Linked DNA regions of Mus musculus: region 1 is linked to region 2. The links are chromatin contacts, called in public HiChIP or PLAC-seq maps. All regions are on one chromosome and are shown on one strand. Each heading gives the region's core, a stretch centred on a gene start, on an enhancer-like site or on the middle of the called end of the contact. The rest is flanking DNA. Distances are from core to core; before and after follow the strand shown. Region 1 overlaps Gm34805 (a long non-coding RNA gene). Region 2 overlaps 9130015L21Rik (RIKEN cDNA 9130015L21 gene).

Evidence for each region. HiChIP or PLAC-seq counts read pairs in DNA pulled down with a chosen protein or histone mark.
Region 1: a contact with region 2 is called in an H3K27ac HiChIP or PLAC-seq map of the NIH/3T3 cell line, with 2.1 times the contacts expected there. The contact joins two enhancer-like sites. A contact is called at or near these places in 1 of 15 datasets of contacts at CTCF or cohesin (the NIH/3T3 cell line) and 1 of 115 datasets of contacts at active chromatin or transcription factors (the NIH/3T3 cell line).

What each region holds. Positions count from the first base shown.
Region 1 is chr2:160,220,531-160,223,262 of GRCm38.p6, reverse strand. All of the region lies in intron 2 of Gm34805 (a long non-coding RNA gene), which reads left to right. Among named protein-coding and RNA genes, the nearest start is that of Gm34805, 28 kb to the left of the region's middle. Within about 2 kb of position 1,287, at least 42 of the 459 cell types and tissues checked have an H3K27ac peak or open chromatin away from gene starts, as enhancers often do. A contact at or near this core is called in the NIH/3T3 cell line, where this site is marked.
Region 2 is chr2:160,020,390-160,023,089 of GRCm38.p6, reverse strand. The region is part of intron 1 of 9130015L21Rik (RIKEN cDNA 9130015L21 gene); the gene reads right to left. Among named protein-coding and RNA genes, the nearest start is that of 9130015L21Rik, 5.1 kb to the right of the region's middle. Within about 2 kb of position 1,354, at least 25 of the 459 cell types and tissues checked have an H3K27ac peak or open chromatin away from gene starts, as enhancers often do. A contact at or near this core is called in the NIH/3T3 cell line, where this site is marked.

The sequences.
Region 1 (2,732 bases), core at 38-2,537, 200 kb before region 2:
ATGAGTGGTGTCTGTTTTTATAGGTTACCTTGGAAACAGACTAAGAACTGGAGTTTACTTTATGGGTGCAAGAATGTCAAATTTATGTGAATAGAAACATAGAAGTTCAAAGGCAAAGCAGAAGGGTCAGTTGTAGGAGGTGGGCACTGTTGGGTTGCTTATGATGCTATTTGGGCTGAATCACCAGGTCATTCTACATGTGACCTGGAGTGGCCTCCAACTCCGAGACTTCATACCTAGAGTCTTGGCTATCCTGCTGTTCAGATTTTGCGAGCCCGAGCCCCAAAGCCAGGGCTCAACAGCAATTCCCCAAACACAGCTTCCACGCTGGCCTCAAGATACAAGGGCATGTAATTGCTTCTTGTCTGACTGCAGGAAGCTGAAAGACTTGCACGGGGGATTTTCTGGAGGCCAGAGTGCTCTCTGGTCTTGAGTGCAAGGTTCCCCACGAGTGTTCTGCAGTGTTGGTCAGCAGGGGCTGGTCCTCTCAGCTGTTCCTGAGAGTACTTTGAGCAAAGGCAAAGAGCCCTGCACCTGAGGGAAGCAGTTGCATTAGGCCTAATGGGGCTCACGGGAGCCCTGTTAAGTTCAGAAATTTGACTGCACGGGGGAATCAAGCACTTTGGCCCACATGATCTTTTTCAACTTGGGAGAAGATGAAGCTGTAGATAGAACGACTTCTCTTCAGGGGGCCCCTTAAAGCGAAGCAGAAAGAGCTCTGCTTTCCAGTCTCTTTCTCAGAACTCCTGTGGGTGTGGCGGAAGCCCGACCTTCAGAGGAGGTCCCTGCTCTCTGCCTTCACTCCAGCTCCAAGTACAGGTATCCCTGTGTCTGCCTGGCTGGCCACTGTGAACAGGCGTAGAGTCTTTTGACACCCGACCCAGCCTCAGAATCCCACTGCTACAGCTTGGAGAACATGAGTCACCAAGAATTTGTCTGTTAGGATTTCAGCTCCATTGCCGTTTATTCATTCATTTATTCACCTAGTCCTCAGTTTTTCGCACCACCCCTTTTCTCTGCCCGACTGTGTTTTAGGCGCTGGCAGTGGGACAGAACCATGGGGGCCTTAAGCCAATGTCGAGAAAAAGAACATTGTCCTCAGCTCTGTAATAGCGATCGGCTGGGCGTTCTTTTCAGACCCAGGACAATGGGCAGGCACGAATGGGGCAGATCTTCGTTCCACGGGAGTAGCCATAAGCAGTGACTTTCTGAGATGTCTCAGTTCACAAAGCAGAGGGGGATGAGGAGAAAAAGCCAGTGACTCAGAGGGCCGGGGAAGGGCCTTCTAGGCAGAGCGACTGGCAGAACAGAGAGGCCCAGGCAGCAGGGGCTGAGCTGGTTCCTGAGCCCTGGACACACCCTGTCTCCTCTTACTTTTTCTCTCACCTTCTATCCCTGTCTCCTTGCGCTTTCTCGCTTGCTGTCTCTCCCTCTCCCTGCCCCTTTTCCTCTCTAGCGCACACACACACACACACACACACACACACACACACACACACACACACACACACACACACAGGCTCCTGTGGAAGCCAAAGGTCAATGTTTGCTGTCTTCTTCTATCACTCTTCACTTTAGTTTTTGAGACAGGCTCTCTCACTAACCCTGGAACTCGCCATCTTGGCTAGACTGATGTCATTGTCCCCCTAAGATTTACCTGTCTCTGCTCCTCAGCCCTAGGCTTACAGGTACATGTTGCTGAGCCCAGATTTTCATGTGAATGTAGGGGGATTCAAACTCAGGACTTCGTTCTTGCACAGCAAGCACTTCGAGTACTGAGCCATCTGCCCACCCCTGATTTATCCCCCTATTTCTCGTACCCACTCTATCTGGCCAGCATTCAGCACTGCGGTCTTGTTTCTGACAATCTTGATTTGTGTTTGACCCCAACTTTCCCCTCCCCTCCTTTTCTTTACTGTGCTAGTTTTTCCTTCTGTCCCATTAGGAATCATATTTTCTCAGTTAGTTCTCCAGTGATTCTTTGGGTCCCCCTTTCTCTCTTCTTCTTCTCTCTCTCTCCCCATCCCTCTCCCTCCCTTCCTCCCTCCCTCTCTCCCTCTTCCTCTCTGTCTCTGTATGTCTCTGTCTCTCTGTCTCTTTATCTCTCTGCTGTTTCCACCTAATTTTGGCCCCAGTTCCTTCTTTATCCTCCCCTGCCTGATGGCTCTTCTATTCCCAAGCAGAGGACACTTGGATGGCCATCTGATTGATGCGACCTCTGACAGCCAAAGCCTTTAATCATTCCCACAGCATATCTCTGGGAGTGGTGAGCTCGTGGTGTTTTGTCTGAACTCAAAGAAAGACAGGGGTTCTTAAACAAACATGCTTTCTCGGGAACCCGAGTGATTGTACTTCTCCATTGATCCATCCTCATGTCGAGCATGTGCAAAGCCTTCTGGGGAAATCAGTGAGCTGGCTAAGCTGGGTGTGGAGGGAGGAGGGAGTGGAGTTGTCTCAGGCAGGGCCTGGCCAGGCCATGAATACAGTGGGTTATTTGTAGGAGGGAGAAAGATCATTTCCTGTTGGGCGAATCAGAGCGAACTTCCTGGTGTCAGCTGTTAACTCTGTAAAGCCTTTCTGACTACCCTTCTATCCCCACAGAGAAGGGATGGGTCACCCCCTGTCTCTGTCTTACTAAGAAAGGGACTCTAGCTCTTCCTCACGAGACTATGTGTTTACACACAGCCATCCAAGGGGTTTTCAGTGACTCTCTGTGGTGCCCATTCAAGCCT
Region 2 (2,700 bases), core at 105-2,604:
GCCATCAAATGTGTGGGCCTGGAACTCTTCCTTTGCAAGAGCAGCAAGTGTCCATCATTGCTAATCTCTGCAGCTCCCTGACCTTTTTTATTTCTTCTTCTTCTTCTTCTTCTTCTTCTTCTTCTTCTTCTTCTTCTTCTTCTTCTTCTTCTTCTTCTTCTTCTTCTTCTTCTTCTTCTTCTTCTTCTTTAACTTATCAAGTATTACATTGAAAGAATACCCCAGCTCTTTGGGACTAAACCACCAATCAAAGAAAACACATGGTGGGACTCATGTCTCTAGCTGCATATGTAGCAGAGGATGGCCTAGTCGGCCATCAATGGGAGGAGAGGCCCTTGGTCTTGCAAAGATTCTATGCCTCAGTATAGGGTAATGCCAGGGCCAGGAAGTGAGAGTGGGTAGGCTGGGGAGTAGGGAGAAGGGGGGAGGGTCTAGGGGATATTTGGAGAGGAAACTAGGAAAGGGGATAGCATTTGAAATGTAAATGAAGAAAATATCTAAGAAAAAAAAGAAAGAATAGCAATGACCCATTCCCACCCCTGCCCACACACACACAGGCACACCCACAATAATGTTAATATTTCCCTGTTTTGAGATGGGATATGTTCGCAGCAGGAGCAGACATGGTATACTAGGAAGAAAGGGGATTGGCTATACAGAATCCCCAGGGATGAAATTCAGATGGAAGCTGAGAGTGAAGAGGATGGGCTGAGAGCTAACACTGGAGCAAAGAAAAGTAACCTAGTACCAAAAAGATGAAGAAGCTGAAAGGGGGATTAGAGGTTAACACTTAGAAATGACCTTGATTTTCAAGGATTTGAAAGTATGATCTCCTATCTTTATCTCTGTAACAACTACGAAGCACATGGCCTGGCCCCCGTTTACAGAAGAGACAGCTGAGGCTCAGTGAAGTCAAGTGGCTAACATAGATCAGACTGCAAGTCCATTGACTTCTGACTTCTGACTTCAAATTCTAACCTATAGCCAGGCGTGGTGCCACATACCTTTAATCCCAACACTCCGAAGCTGAGACAAGTGGGCCTCTATGAGGCCAACCAGGTCTACATAACTAGGTCTATGCCAGAAAAGGCTGCATAATGAGAACTTGTCTCGAAAACAAAACAAGACACATCAATGAACAAGAACAACAAAAATCTGACCTATAGTGTGACTGGAAACCAGCAGACACACCCTGTATATGAGGAAGCGTCGTGTTTGGCTGGGATAGTGCATAGACTACACTAGAGAAATATCTGCTTCTTTTAGGTAGAAACAAATTCAAAACCCACCCAACAATGAAAACAGGACAGAGTGCTGAGTCACTCTCCCCAAGCAGCCTGCAGGAGGTAATTATAAACAGCTGGAGCAGACATCATGGGACTCCGGAGAAGAGTCCAAGAGAAGCAGGACTAGGGACTGGCTCTGGAAAGAGGAAGTTTCTGCAGAGGCCAGAGGGAAGAGACTCTGGCCATCTTGATCCTGGTGGCCACTGCTCAGGCAGGTCTTGCCCTGCTCCCCCATTCTCTCTGCCTTGCTAAAAACCGTTAGTCTCCATTCCTAAAACTAGCCACTAAGATCTATTCCTTTATTTGGCCACTTCCTCCCCCTGAGGCTGACTACCAAGGTCCAGCTATCAAAGTATTGAAGTTTAACAATCAAAAGCCCCCTTTGGCTCACCTAATTAACATTCCCAGTCAAAATTAAACACCTCATCCTAGCACAGGGCTCCCCCCTTTATCTTTACAAACCACCATTTTCCTACAAGCCACAACTGTCTCCTCTGAGGCAGACCTTTGTCCCACTCTCAGACAAATACCCCATAGCCCTCTCCATTACCCCCCACTCTTTCCTCTTCCTTGTTCTCTTCCCCCCTCCCTGGTCCTCTATTTTCTGTCTTTGTCTTTCATTCCCTGCCTTCTGTCCCTCTGGGGTAAGTAAATCTCTTGTGCTGAGAACTTTGCCTTGAGGGTTCTGAGCCTATATGAATCTCTCACACTGAGCCGGACTAGAAAGAACTGGATTGAACCAAGCAGAACAGGCCCTACTTGGAAAGCAAAAGAGAGCTAGGAATTTGAAAGCTCCAGAGATCCTTGAACTATGGGGTCTCTCAGGAGGGAGTAAAGTGCTAGACACATGGCCATGAAACCTTTAAGTCTTCACCCTCCGTCACAGGAAAATAAGTTGAGAGTTGAGGCAATAAAAGCAGCAGAGGCCAATGAAAAATCTCCAGGTAGAAGGGCAAAGCTGAATGATGGAAGAGCCCGTTTGGACTCAGAGGTTATTTTTTTTCTTCGTCTTCTGAGGTACTGGTAGCTCGTTTATCTCGAAAGGCCAAGTAACTAATGCCTTTTTATTGATGAATGGCCACTTGCCTTCTGATGTACAACCACTTAGTTAATTTTCCCCTTCCTGAAATTGCTGTACCTCCAAGTTGTCACACCTGCCAAGCTACCTCCATCGAGAACCCAAGGGCCCTTAGGAGAGCTCCCGAGTCAAGGTCCTGAGCAGGAAAGGCCTTACATGCCACTGACCAGAGCCCCTAGCAGAGAGTCAGAAAATCAGCCCCGCTGAACAGAAAGTAGGAAGTCAGGAGAAGAAGTAGATCTGGAGCTTGGGCTGAGGGATATTCATTTGTTCTCCGAGCTACCATTCCTTGGTACCAGCCCTGCCCTGAGGATTAGTTATAATGTCAAAGCCAAG